Regions from separate parts of the Gossypium hirsutum genome. Here region 2 is linked to region 1. The links are chromatin contacts, called in public Hi-C maps. All regions are on one chromosome and are shown on one strand. The core of a region is the stretch at or near the end of the contact, and the rest is flanking DNA. Distances in the headings are between cores, read along the strand shown.

The links. Hi-C and Micro-C count contacts between places; a contact is called where the count stands out from the background.
Region 2: a Hi-C map of leaf shows a contact between it and region 1, with 2.8 times the contacts expected there. The contact joins the promoter of LOC107899977 here to the promoter of LOC121218515 in region 1. A contact is called at or near these places in 2 of 34 Hi-C or Micro-C datasets (both in leaf).

The regions. Positions count from the first base shown.
Region 1 is chrD06:10,708,009-10,715,134 of Gossypium_hirsutum_v2.1, reverse strand. LOC121218515 reads left to right here and starts at 3,161. Exons shown (of 1, transcript XM_041095793.1): 1 at 3,161-5,042. The coding sequence starts at 3,517. The coding sequence ends at 4,143.
Region 2 is chrD06:10,972,661-10,979,786 of Gossypium_hirsutum_v2.1, reverse strand. LOC107899977 (receptor-like protein 15) reads right to left here and starts at 4,228. Exons shown (of 2, transcript XM_041095650.1): 1 at 3,549-4,228; 2 at 478-2,664. The coding sequence starts at 1,644. The coding sequence ends at 571. It overlaps LOC121218462 (a long non-coding RNA gene), which reads left to right and starts at 6,362. Exons shown (of 2, transcript XR_005914662.1): 1 at 6,362-6,853; 2 at 6,931-7,126.

The DNA.
Region 1 (7,126 bases), core at 1,912-4,411:
ACGAAAGATCTCAAGAAAGATCGCGGTGAGGAAAGCTTGTGCTTAATGAGGAAGCAAATTTGGACACTCAGAATCATCTAACAATTATGCAGAACAGTAGCCGTCTTTCTTCACAACTGAAACATCATCCCGAGAGCCGACATTGACGGTTTGTCCCTTGGGCAATGTTGTTTGATCATTCCCTTGTTCGAGTGCTTTTCGACTGATCACATGATGTATTTGAGTTAGTATTTCAGTGAATGCATGCTCAACATTTGTAGATTCAAGGGCAGATGTTTCCATAAAGAAGCGCGTACACATGGGCGCGACTTATCTGTTTACTTTTTTCTCCAAAACCTTAAAAATCCTAAAAACCCTAAAACCCTAAACCCTAAAATCCAAAAACCTACAAGTCAGGAAATCGCGGCCACATCAGCGCGCTTTGCTGACGTGGCAACATATCGCGTCCACGAGGGGGCGATTTGTTGCAACGTCAGCAAAGCGCTCTGACGTGGCCGCGATTTCCTGGCACGTCCCCTGACATTGCGCTGACGTGGACGCGATTTGCCGGAAAATGGTCCATTCCGGTAAATAATAAAATACCGGGCTCATTTCGGTAAATTTATAAAAAAATTAAGCTTTTATTGGTAAATGGCCCCATTAGCTTATCCTAAACCGTCACAAAATGACGTGACATTTTATTGACACGTGGTATTATATTTTCTAAATTTCTTTTCACTTTTCTCTTTATTCCTTTCCTGTTCTTTAAAACATGAACCTCGAGGATCGGAGAACTCAGGCTTCCGTCAAAAAATTAAAGTCAAATTATGCTATTATACCCTTTACTTTGTGTAAATTATGGATTTAGTACCTTTAATTTAATTTGGTCTTTTTTAGTCTCTGTACTTTTAGAATTTGAAAATTTTAATTCTAACCAGATGATATCTATTAACTTTATTAAGTTCTGTTATTTTTAAAATTTGATGTGTCAAACATAATATCACATGTGTAATGTTATGTTTGTTTGTTGTTTTCCCATATTACTCACAAAAAAAATTAGTTAATAGATTTAACGGCTTTCATTTGTGTTAAGACTAAAATTTTAAAATTCAAAAAATATAGCCACTAAGAATAATCCAATTGATGAATTGGACTAAGTCTATAATTTTAGGCATAATATATGACTAATGGCAAAATTTAACCAAACAGATTTACTGTTACCATTAGATAAGGCCAAAACATTAAAAATTTAAAAATATAAAAACTAAAATTAATTAAATTAAAGTAAGTGTACTAAATTTATAATTTACCTAAAGTATATAAAAAATTTATCGAAATTTAGTTATATTTATTTTCAACCATCATTCCCATATTCCGAGTAAATTTGAAGAAAATGTCGTTTTTAAAAAATTAATTAGGGATTTAAGTTTAATTTTTCGATATTTAAGGAAATAAATTGATTTTGAAGAGAGAAACAGAAAATGCGTCCTATATTTTTTAATAACTTGATACATGAATTCTTTTAATGTTAGTGGTTTTGTCCTTGGGTTCAATTTTTTTCTTATTCATATTTGTTTTTATTATTATTTCATGTTGTTTTAATTTTTCTAAGTTTTCTAATTTTAATTAATAAATATATTTTTAATTAATAATTTTTTTATTGTATTATAAATTATTTAAAGTTTAATTCAAAAATTACACCTAAAGTATATTTATTTTTGTAAATAGATATATATATATATTGTGAATTTGAGTACTTGAACAATTCACCACATAACGCAGTTAATCAAAAAAACATTTCCTCAATCAGAACCTAACACGACATTGGCCAGCTGATATTTTTAATATTCAATTTTATTTTATAAAAAACTGAAGAAATACAAATTTTAGCTAATTAAAAATATTAATATTAATATTAATATTAATTAAAATAATATTAAAAATAAAAAAAAAATATTTCCCTCCCCTATCCCCACTCCGTCCTCCCTGCTCCCCCAACTCGCCTCATTCTCATCAGTATACTTCCCCATCTCTATTAAATCACCACCAAATTCCGACCTCTGCAACTCCACAAGTTTCTCTATCAACCCTCCATTAGGCATAGCATCAACAGTTCCTTTACGCCCAAGGTAACCAATTTCAAGAATGAAATCAAATACCACAACTTTCATACCCAAATTTTTGGATTGTAATAAAGTTAACATCTTGGGAGTTTCTTCTTTACAGAGTATTTCATCAGCAAAGGGAGATTTAATAAATGTAATGAACTCGCATAAAACTTTTAAGCTATGGGCTGATTTAATCTCCAGAAGAGCTTCAATTATTCACTTGACCTTCTAAGACATCTTTATTGACTCGAATCAAAGCGGTTACACCAAACGCAGCCTTTTCCCTGATATGTTTTGAACAATTCGGGTCGCAAAGCATCGTTTGCAAAACCAAAAAGCTTTCGATTTCAGGAAAGCGGTGGTGGGAGGAGGGGGAATTTTATATTACTTTTTTAATTTCTTCCAAATTTGTATAAAATAAAATAGAATACTAAAAATAACAGCCGGGTGGTGACGTGTCAAGTTTTGGCGGCGTTAGGTGATAGGGTGAAAATTTTATTGGTGCAAGATATTAACAATGGTGCTAGTCCAGCTGGCTCCGTGATTCACGGGTTTGTTTATATTATGAATTTATGATAGCTGGTTCATTTATTTAAAGAAAAATGGTATATTTTTATTTTAAGTATCCACTCAATGTACTAAATTTTACAGTCGACCCCTTTGACTCAAGTATGAAAATTAGTTAAATGTAAGCAACCTAGTTAAACTTTTTAAATAGCGAAAATTTTGAGAATAATTAAATTAAGCTACATTTTAGAACCCCATAAACTAGTAATTGTTAATATTTAACTTTAGAATTAAATATTGAAATGCTTATTTGCTCCCAGACCTATAGTATAAGTGTCCTTTAGATGATTAAATTAAACCAATTTTCAACCTAGTAATAAACATCATCGATTTAAGTGATTAAAAGTGAGAGACCAATATTTGATTGGAAAATTATGATAAAATCTAGATTTGGTATATGTGAAGAAACCGGCGGCCAAATTCAACAACCAGCGCAGGAAGGGCCGCTGTCCTTTCCTCCTCTAAAAGCGGCTATACACCACACCAACTCCACCATCATAAGTAAAAGCCACGAAATGCTATATTTATTTATAATATTAATGAGCAAGAAACCATCACCAAAGCTTCCATAAATTAAAAGCTTTGACATATGTTTGATGAACACTAGTGCTAGTGGGGACTCTTTTGGTGACCAAAGAACAAAACCCAATACAACAACAATAATAAGGAGCTTATGTGAAGACAACGAAAAACATAAAAGCAACCCCCAAAGTGAGAAAAACAGTACCCTTTCTCTTATTTCCGTTGTTTCAATCCAAGTTTTTCAAAACACCCTTTAATGGCTCCTCCTCTATTATTTGTATTCATCACCGTCACCAAGTAAGTGATTTCCCCTTTTGACTCTCTTTGTAATCCGTAACCAATGCTGCTTCGAAATTCCATTTCCAATACCAAAAGGTTCTTTCAGAAAACCTTACGAAGTTTCAAGTCTCTCTTCTCTGGTGCTGATGCTGAACCTTACCAAAGGCTACCCAAAGCCTCTCCGTACAATCCCTATTCATTCACCTCTGCAGGCGTTGCCGTGAATCCCAACGACAATGGCAACCCAAAGGAGGGAAATGACAACAGGAAAAAGATAAATTTTTCAACTCATAATATAGAAGCGCAAAGACAAGGAAACATTAAGGGAAATGTGAAGCAGTCTACAACACAAAGAAGAGATGATCATCAGGACATTAAGCAGCGTAAAACGAGGAGAGCCAAGGTGGGGAACAGACGAGAGGATTGTAATTCAGGCGAGAGAAGAAGAGAAGAAAGGAATTTATCAGTGCCACAAAAGCTGAAAGAGCTAGAGATGATGGATATGAGCAATGTGGAACATGTTCTTGACATTGAAGAGGTTCTTCACTACTATTCTCGACTCACTTGTCCTACCTATCTTGATATTGTCGACAAGTTTTTCATGGAAATGTATGCAGAAATTTTGGGACCCCCAGATTCTCCAAGAAGAGTCAACTCAAGGCCAAAATACCGATCAGTGAGATCGTGATTCATCCCTTCTCTCCCATGTTTTGCGTGAGAGGATTTTTGGACAGGTCCAGACTTGAAGTTGTCATAATTATTTCTGTAAATCTCTGCGTTTTTACTCTTTTTTTTTTCTGATACAACCCTTCTCTCCCACTTTTTCTTTAATTTCCCTGATTGATGCCACTTAAGACATGGTTGTGAGACAGGATACGAAATTTAACTTTGAGAAATGATTACACTCTCTGCATTTCTATTCTTATTCATCTGCTATGGTGTAATTTTTTTTTTCTCAAATAAACATAATTTCATTCATCATATATTAATGGTATCCAACATAACTGCGATATCATCCTGCTCAAATAACATTTAATTTAGTCAATGAGTGTGCTACTTGTTTTGCTTGTCTTTGAAAAGGTGTGATCTCATCTTCGAACCCGTGTAGTCTTTGCCTTGCATCATTTATATGTGGTCCAATGACTAATAAATCTGTTTTCGCTGAACAAGACCACTTAATGTCCTGCAGTGAATCACCTTGTAACCATATACATTGATGTACCATTTGGTGAGTAAAGTCTATGGCCCTTAGTGCTACCATTGCTTTTGTCATGCACGGATTCGGATTCACCTCTTTGGAAGGAGCAGTGCTCCCAGTATAAAACCATCCAGGTCACCGGATAGCCACCCCAATCCTTGCTCCAGGTGATGTTGCAAAAAAGGTGGCATCAAAATTTACTTTTACATGGCTTGCTGGAGGAGGCAGCCAACTTATACCAGGATGAGTAGCGGTGGTAGTCTTAGCTGATTGCGCAAGTTTGTAGTATTCCTATAGGAACACTTTAGCTTTACCAACAGCTGACGCTAGAGGTGAAACATTGTTATTAAACGGTCTAATTTCGTATGCCCCATATTTGCTTTAAAGCATGCAGATCATCCTCATTAGTGGAATGGCATCTTGGACACATAAGGTCAATGACGTGAATTCTCCTTGCTATTTTCATCCGAAAGGTAGTATACTATAGCAAGCCTGCCACGAGAATGATTTAACTTTAGGAGGTAGCTCTAAGAAAGCAAAGCATGCAGATCATCCTCATTAGTGGAATGGCATCTTGAACACATAAGGTCAATGACGTGAATTCTCCTTGCTATTTTCATCCGAAAGGTTGTATACCATAGCAAGCCTGCCAAGAGAATAATTTAACCTTAGGAGGTAGCTCTGAGTTCCACAAAGACATCCAAATTCCTATACCATGTTTTGCTTTTAGAAGACACATATAGCCATATACCCACTCTTGACAGTGTACTCACCCGTTTTTCTATGATGCCACTCCAAAGTATCTTTGGGCCGTGATTCATATACAAGGATGCAACAAATTGCTTCTGCATCAGGTGCAGAAAATTCTCCATTTATGAGCTCTATTTTCCACTACCATCTATCCTTTTCAGTAAGTTGTCGACCCTTGCATCGTCTGAGAGTGATCTAGGAGTACCAATGATTTGAAATTCAGAAGCATCAGTAACCCCCATATCTTTGCAAATCTGTACGCCTCTCCCTTCTCCAGTCTGCCACTTCAAGTCTAAGTTCAGGACATCCTTGGCTTGCCAAATAATTAGAATCGATAAAAGCACAATTAGGGAAATATTTTCCCTTTAAGACCTTATAACTCGGTGAATTAGTATTATGAATGAGCCTCCACCCTTGCTTCGCTACCAAGTCCGGTTGAATAAGGAAACCAACCCACCTTCGGTCACTGCCTATAAATTAAGTCCCGATTCAATCAATGTATCCCCTTGGAGTCATGTTTGGCAGCCCACCAATAGTGTTTAATAAGGCCCGTTGTCTCATCGCAAAGAGATTTCAGAAATAAAAAACAGATCATAGCATGCATTGAAAGTGACTATAATACTATTTTAACGAATACCTCTCTAGTCTTTTCCTCCATAGGAAAGTAGTTTACCACTCTAACTACAAACCTTGATTGGATTTGGTTGAGAATTTCATTTAAGCCTCTTCTCTAAAGGATATTTATGCTAATAATAATTGAAAGATATTCTTTCATGTTTGTACGACTAGCTTATAATTTGTTCAAAGTACTAATAAGACGAAGCTCATATTACAAATAAGGCGTTGTAATGAAATTACAAACCGTTGGAGATCGACCTGATTAAGCAACGAATAAAAAAAATAGTGAAATAAATTGAGAAATTAAACACATAAATTTAACGTGAAAAAACCTCTTCTAAGAGGATAAAAAACCACGGGCAAAGATAATTTTACTATAATAGCAAAAGAACAAAGAGTATAAAAGATGGGATAAAAACTAAACCCCAATACCCGAAAACAAAGAACCTTCAAAATGTAAACACAAAATTTTGCATAAGTGTTATGAGTTCTAAGATTTTAATGAGTGTATTTTCTAAGGTTGTAAAAGAGTTATTTATAGGCTAAATTTTTAGGTCAAACAATAATAAAATAATCTAGACTAATCAGAGTTCGACTAAAACTAATGAATAAAATTTAACTAGAAGATTATCTCTCAAATTTGATTGAAATATGAGGCATACTCAACAAATCTCCACCTTGACTGGTATTTCCACAACGCCATCTTTGCCAAAGGCCGTCACGGGCTTATCTTGAACTATGCAGGGAATTAATTGAGTCGAATTTGTGCTTAGAAGCTAGACGACTTCTAGCCTTCGACTTGTGCACTGCCAAAGAAAAACTAACCTAGGTTTGATTTTCATGAACACAATGTCCTAACTTTTCAAAACATGCATCCAAAAGAGAACCTCTCTTCAATGAAACGGTCATACCTTTTTCCCTCCTATGATCAAGTTGCCTCCACTCCAAACGAGTTAACTTCGACTCCATAACGAACGAGGGACGTCCAGTTTCACCAGTCACTGTAATGCTGGGTTTGTGCAAGTGTACACAATTGTTATCAAGTAAGAAGTAAGTATAAGAGTTCTCGTCTCCACAGGGACTGCATATGTTAATCAATATTTTG
Region 2 (7,126 bases), core at 2,979-5,478, 260 kb before region 1:
GGAGTAGACTAGGTCTCTTTATAGGCTAGTAAAACCATATTCTAATAGGAGTGTAGTAAGATTGAAACACCTTATTCTAATCAATATCAAATAGATGGAGTTTAATAAGGTTTAAAAAAACCTTATTTTAAAATAAAATAAAAGAAGTGTAGTTTTATATGGATTTTACTTTTATTTTATTTTACCACTGTATTTTATTTAAATAAGGATTCGGGTCACTTAATTCTAACAACTGTCATAAAATAAAACATTAATTGTGGCATCCCACACTCGACCTGATCATTTGGTACGAATGTGAGACATTTCATTCATTGTCGGAGCAACTCAGACTAACATATATTTTTAATACGAATATTTTCTTATATTTTGCTTTGCATGCAAAAATCATTGAGAACATTTACAAATCATATTAATATATAATGGAATTTTCTTTAAATCATTCTGTTCGAAAAATTACAAGTATAAATACCCTAAAAGCACTGGCAATGAAATCATCTAGGAAGAACAGTCAAGTACAAAATTATAACAAAATGTGGTACTTGTTTGCACATGATAGAACCAAACCCATCTTTAATAAGGATTTATGTACGACACAACAACAGTCATTAGAAGTATCGTGTAAGACACGATGAAACTTATATGAAACACCCCCATGTCGATTAAATCATCGTCTTCAGCGTTGTTAGTTGAAGAATTTGGCATTGACAATGATGGTCCATTATCTGCACATTCTGGCAATGGTTCACCGCAACGAAAAGGATTTTCCTTGTAGCTGCTTTCATCAAAAGTTCCAAATTGTGCAATCCTTGGAGGCGTCTTTCCAGATAAGTTGTTGAATGAAACAATGAAATAGGCTTGAAAATTTAGCCCTACAAGTTGATAAGGAATATTCCCACTCAAGTTGTTGTAAGAAAGATCTAAACTTTCAATTTGTATGAGGTTAACAAATGTTGGTGGGATCGGTCCTGTCAGACTATTGTGAGATAAGTCCAAAACAAGTAACTTGTAGAAGTTTCCAAATTCGTAAGGAATCTTAGCAACCAAATTGTTGCAAGAAAGGTCAATCCCAGAAATGTATGGTATGATTCTTCCCTTGTAAGAGTTGGACACATTCTTTATTGGAAACTCTATTGGTTCATTGAATGAGAATATGGAGAAACCACGAGCCATAAGACGACCAACATAATCTTCTGATACATCCTGGAGGGTGGTAATTTTTAGGCATGGGGGAATACGACCAGAAAGATTATTGTGGGAAAGATTAATCAAGCTTAAGTGACTCAATTTGCATAGCTCCATTGGGGTCTCCCCTTGGAAGTTGTTCTTACTTAAGAGAAGATAACTCAAATTCAAAAGTCCAATCCAACTTGGGATGCTACCACTTAAGAAGTTATCACTGATATCCAATTTCACCGAAGTGGAACTGTTACGAAGTACATCGGGTAAGGTTCCTCGTAACCTGTTTTTGGACAAATGAACTTGTCTTATCCGAGAAGGGTTGAAACAAGATGGTATACTCCCTGAGATAATATTGACTGAAAGGTCTAGAAGTTTAAGACCAAGTTGACAGAACACGACTGGGATTGTTCTCTCAAGATGATTATTGGACATGATAATTCTCTTCAAAAAAGACATATCTCCCATCCACCTTGGGATCCTACCAGAAAGTTGATTGTTGCTCACATCCAATGTTAAAAAAAAGGGCTCGTAGACAAGAAATCTGGGATCCCTCCTGAGAAGTTATTTCCATCCAATAGCAATTCCATTAAGTTTGGCAAGTAGGAATTTTCAGATAAAATTTTTCCCTCTAAGTTTTTTTGGATAAGTCCAAATATCTCAGTGAACTATTATCACCAAAAGTTGAAGGAATGCTACTAATGAAATGATTTTTGACATGTTTATAAACCTCAATGCTGGTAGTTGTGCTCCAATTTCAACTGGAATGTTGCCATTGAAGAAATTGCAGGAGATTTCTAAATGTGACAAACGCGTTTGTGAAGCAAATGGTAGCTGAAGCGGTCCCGATAGAGAGCTATTGGTGAAAACTAGCTTCTCCAGTAGTGTATTGTTTTCCAACAACCAATGTGGGAACTGATTTCCTTTGAAATAGATATTAGAGAGATCAAGATATTGCAAGTCATGTTGATGATAAAAAAACCTTGGAAATGATCCAACATCTCCACAACATGATAAACTAAGATCTTTTAGTTGGAACAACGGGGCCAAAGAATGCATCTGGGTTTCAGCATGTACAATATTGTTGTCAGCATATAGGCATTTGAGTTTTGAAAGGTTGAACAAAGGCCCCAGTGAGATCGGGATTCGAAAGGCTCAAATCTTGGAGGGATGGTAGATTCTTAAGAGCTAAAATATTTCCAAAAAATTGGTTGGAAGAGAGAGAGAATCTTTCAAGAGATGTTATACTCTCAAGGGCAGATATATTTCTAGAGAAGTTATTGGAATACAGATGTAATCTTTGAAGGGCAGATATATTGAAAGAAAGAGCTAATGTTTCAAGGGATTTTAAACTGTGAAGGGCTATATTGTAAGAAATTAGATCTAATTTACGTAAAGATGTGAGGTTGGAGAAGCAATTGGGCAAGCCACCCTTTAAATTACTGTTGGTGAAATCCAATTCTTGAAGATTTGTCATTCCGCAAAAGCCTGTTATATTAAATAATTACGTAAAGAGGTGCTTGAAACAAATATAAAGAAAGTAATCAAATCAATAAAATAGTAAAAACAAGCATATAACATCTTATTTACTTTTTATTTATTTTATTAAAATATACTTTAGGTGTTTATAGCTTTCATACATTTGGACTTGAATTTTGTTGGCGTGTTAAAAAAATCATTGAAAATTTTCATTTTTTTTGTCCATTTGATAATTTTATTATTTTTTTAAGTTAATACAAAATGTTCAACAAAAAAGAGTGTGAAATAAGAGTGTTAAATTTCAACCTTAAGTTGGTTTTATTTTAAAAAATAAATCATCTCTTTTTTATATATATTAAAAAAATGAGATATCCAAATTGTACAAAATAAAATGCCATGTTAGTATTAATAAGATCAAATTCAATAATTTAAAAATATTAATTTTATAATTATATTTAATACTTAATTTTTTAGTATTCCGAACAATATCTTAGTCTAATTCGAATGGTTTAGAATATATTAAACTATTAATAAATTAATTATATATATATTTGAAAGTATTACTTATATATTAATATTTTTATATTCTCTAATTACATTTAAATAAATTAAATTGAATAGGCAGTTGTGAAATCCTATAGTTAGGTTTTACAAGTTTTGATTTAAGCCTTTTATATTTACAAATAAATAAATAAATTGATAAACATTCTTTAACTTATTTCTCCTTGCCCCTCTTTTTAGAACACTTAAAAAAGTCATTTTTAACGTTAAAAATCGTAAACAACAAGTTCGTGAATAAAATTAAAACATTTAATTAATATTAAATTCTGGGGAGACTTATAATTTTGGTTGCAACTTGTTATAAAAGAAATTGATAGATCCAAATTATATACCTTGAAGGGCTAGGCTTCCATTGATCTCACATTTATATAAAACCAAACGCTTGAGAGAAGTCAAATGTCCAAGAACCTTGCAAGAATAACTCTTCCAAATTTCTGAATCTATGTAAGTGAAGGCAGGACACACAAAATTGCTAAACATTAATTATAGGAATTAGGATTAAGGTTCCTTGAAAGCTAAATCTTGTGAAGACAAGAGTCTTTAACCATGGGAATAAATCTATCGATTATAGTGAAATGTTGTAAATGCTATCCGTATAGAAAACAAACACATTTATGTTTGCTTTTTCTTTTTTTGGTAATATATAATCAAATTAAGAAGAAATCTAAATTTATATATTTAAAGTTAATAATTAGAATCAAACATTATAAAATACAATCAAATTAGTAGCCGAAATCAAATAAGAATAGATTAAAAAAGAGGTATGTGCTTGATGACTTGAAACATCAAAGTTTCAATATCTCATTTTTTGCCAACACTACCAATTTTAAATCTACCCAAAAAGGTGCATAACAGGTTTTTTCCATCTTAGTTTATGAACTCAATCACTTGGTATAAAATTTTCAATAGGAACAAAAAGAGGAATAATATTAGGGGTGGCAGAAGGGGAAAAAGAGAATGCGAAAGCCCTGATACCTTAAAATGATTTTTTTTAAGTCGCTTCAAAATTTATAAATTTATAAAATAACCTAATAGCATTTTATACTAAATTATCCTTAATGAAAAAAAAAAAGAAGAAAAAGGCTAAATGTTAATTTTCTTGAATGATAATAATAAAAATTAATTTTGTTTTAGCAATACCTGTAGGTGAAGAAAAATGAATAATCCCAATATACAGTGAGGATGAAGAATATAATAATTTAAATTGTTAATAGAAAGTAATGTGGGAATGGGTAATTTTACCTTTCAAATTCATTGGTTCATAGAATTTCGTGTCTCCAAAATATAAAGACTTATAATTTGAGAGCCTATCAAAAGATCTCAATATACTATTGTTAAAGAGATTGTGACTCGAATGAAACACTTTTAATTTCATCAACCTTATTTCTATTTCATCATCTGTAATCATCATTTATCTTTGGTTTAAAAACTATATTGGCCTGACAATACAAAAAGAAAATAAATAATAGATAAATACCTTGGGATGGAACAAAATCATTCATTTTGTTAAACCCATGTATAGCTTAAAGCATTTATGTCTCAAGAACCAACAAGGAAGAGTGGCAAATACAATTTATTAGTAATAAATCATATGAATCACATGGAATGTTTTGAGCATTTTTAACTTTTAATAGAGGAAAAACAAGGGCTTAAAAGAATTAGCATAAAAGGAAGTAGAAATACCTTTAATGTGTATAGCTCCTTCCAATCTATTAGATTTGATATTCAAAAACTTCAAATTTGAGAGTAAAGCAAGGAATGAGAGTATGGTGTTGTTGAAGAAATTTACACTTAAATCAAGCACCTCAAGCTTCATAGCCCGCAATTCTCCTTTTTTCTATAAAGAATAAGATGATTATGTTAAAATAATTGTAACTTAAATCAAACATTTCTAATTTATCTAATTTTGTTGACAGTTTCTCAAAACCTACCAAGATTAAAAATACAACAGTTAGTGAAAATATATAAGAGAAAAAAAACACCTAACTTGTTGGACATGGGACATGTTATGAAAATATCTTTAGATACCCATAAGTCCATCAAAGTTTTGAAATACATTTCCAAAGATTAAATGAGTGCATTTTGCAAAACGGTCCCAAAAGGACCTGTGGGAGCTCAAAGGAAACAAATTTGATTTGTACTCTCACCGCATCAATTATGCTTCACTGGTTGTGACATTAAATAAGTTAATAATTAAAATAAATTGATGGTTGTAATTAGAGAAGAAGACAAAAGTGAAAATACCTTGACTGTTAACACACCCAGCTATTGAATTTCCACTCTTTAATTCTTGAAAAAGGAAGAAACAAAGAAACATTGAGATACCATTGCTCCCTCTTTCCCCAATAATACTCTACACCGTTCCCCACATGATAAGTATAAAAGAAGTCATGTTGGTGTTCAATGGCTGTAAGGTTAAGGAAAAGTCGAATGATTCGACCAGTGAAAATATTACACTCAACCCTTTTCCATTTACAACAATCTCCCTCCACCCATTCATCTAAACCATGGTTGTGATAATTGAAGGAATGTTTAAGTTGCAAGAGAGCAGTTTTTTCGTGGCCCAAGCAGCCATCACAATGACACCACCCCCCTAAGAGGAAAATTGCCATAACCCCCCTCAACACTTTCCTCTCCATGGATCTCAATTTAATCCCAACACTCAGATCACTTGATATGATTTCACAGCGCTGCACCCTTGGGCTTTATATACTACTAGTAAAGGTAAAGGAGGCAACCCTTTCTCCATTAAGTTCATTAAATAGGTCCCACTCCCTAGAAAATTTAACAATGGCCAACAGTGATGTAGCACTTTCTCCATTACATAGGTCCCACCCACCAGAAGATTTTCTTTGTGGAAAATTTAACAGATTTTATTTCATTCTTTCATTTTCATTTAAGTTGAATTAAATGTTTATATTCAGCTAGAACAATTTTCTATTCACATATCACTAGTAAGAGTATACCCTTACACACAATTTCTGCAACTTGATCTCATGACATGGGTATGGCTTATCCTTTGACCAATAAGTCAAACTCTAAAGTTGAAATTTGATGTTATTTTGAAGAATATATTTACTAATTAATCTGTATACATATATTTAAAATAATTCATTCGTATATTTATTTTCAAATTTAATTTTTTTAGTCAAAGTCCGTTTGAAATATATGGGCCTGGAAGACCAAAAAATAAAGAAGTCCAAAAGTAATCCAACAAGCAAACAAAAGTAAAGTTCTAACAGCATAGTAACGAAAACAAAATAAAATAGAAACACAACCCTCTCCAGAACCTTCTTCCAGTCCCTTCGCGTACCTGAAACACCAAACGGCCATAACCCCCAAAATTATGGTGAAAGATCGGCCAGACAAGGAGGCGAGTTGAGATTTACAGGAAGATTTTGAAATTTCGCAACTCAAAAATCAACATCATAGTAGAGGAGGCTAGGGTGGATGACTGAATCGTCGATCTGAGTCTACCACTTCCAAAACTTTTGTTGAAGCATCTTCAACCCAGAATGAGTCCACTTGCGTTCGCAAACCTTCGACAGCCACTGCATGCGTTGCAGCGTTCCCTTCTCATGCAACAAATTGAAATTAACAAGAAATAAAGTTCCTTGCAAGAACCTTCGCATCCCAGGTGAGTGGTCTAGATTCCGAGTAATCTTCACTCATTTGTTGAATATTCTGGATAACCAGCTTCGAATCACTTTCCAGAATGGCATTTATGAAGCCCATATCTAATGCAAATTGGAGCCCGTGAAGAACTGCTGTCACTTTGACTATCACCATTGATCTGACCAGGTTATGTACTTTGATCCCCGAACCCAAGAGTGAAGCTAAAATAATTTTTTAGGGGAGATGAAAGTACAATTTTATATTTACTAATTTAAATTTATAAAAAAATTAAATG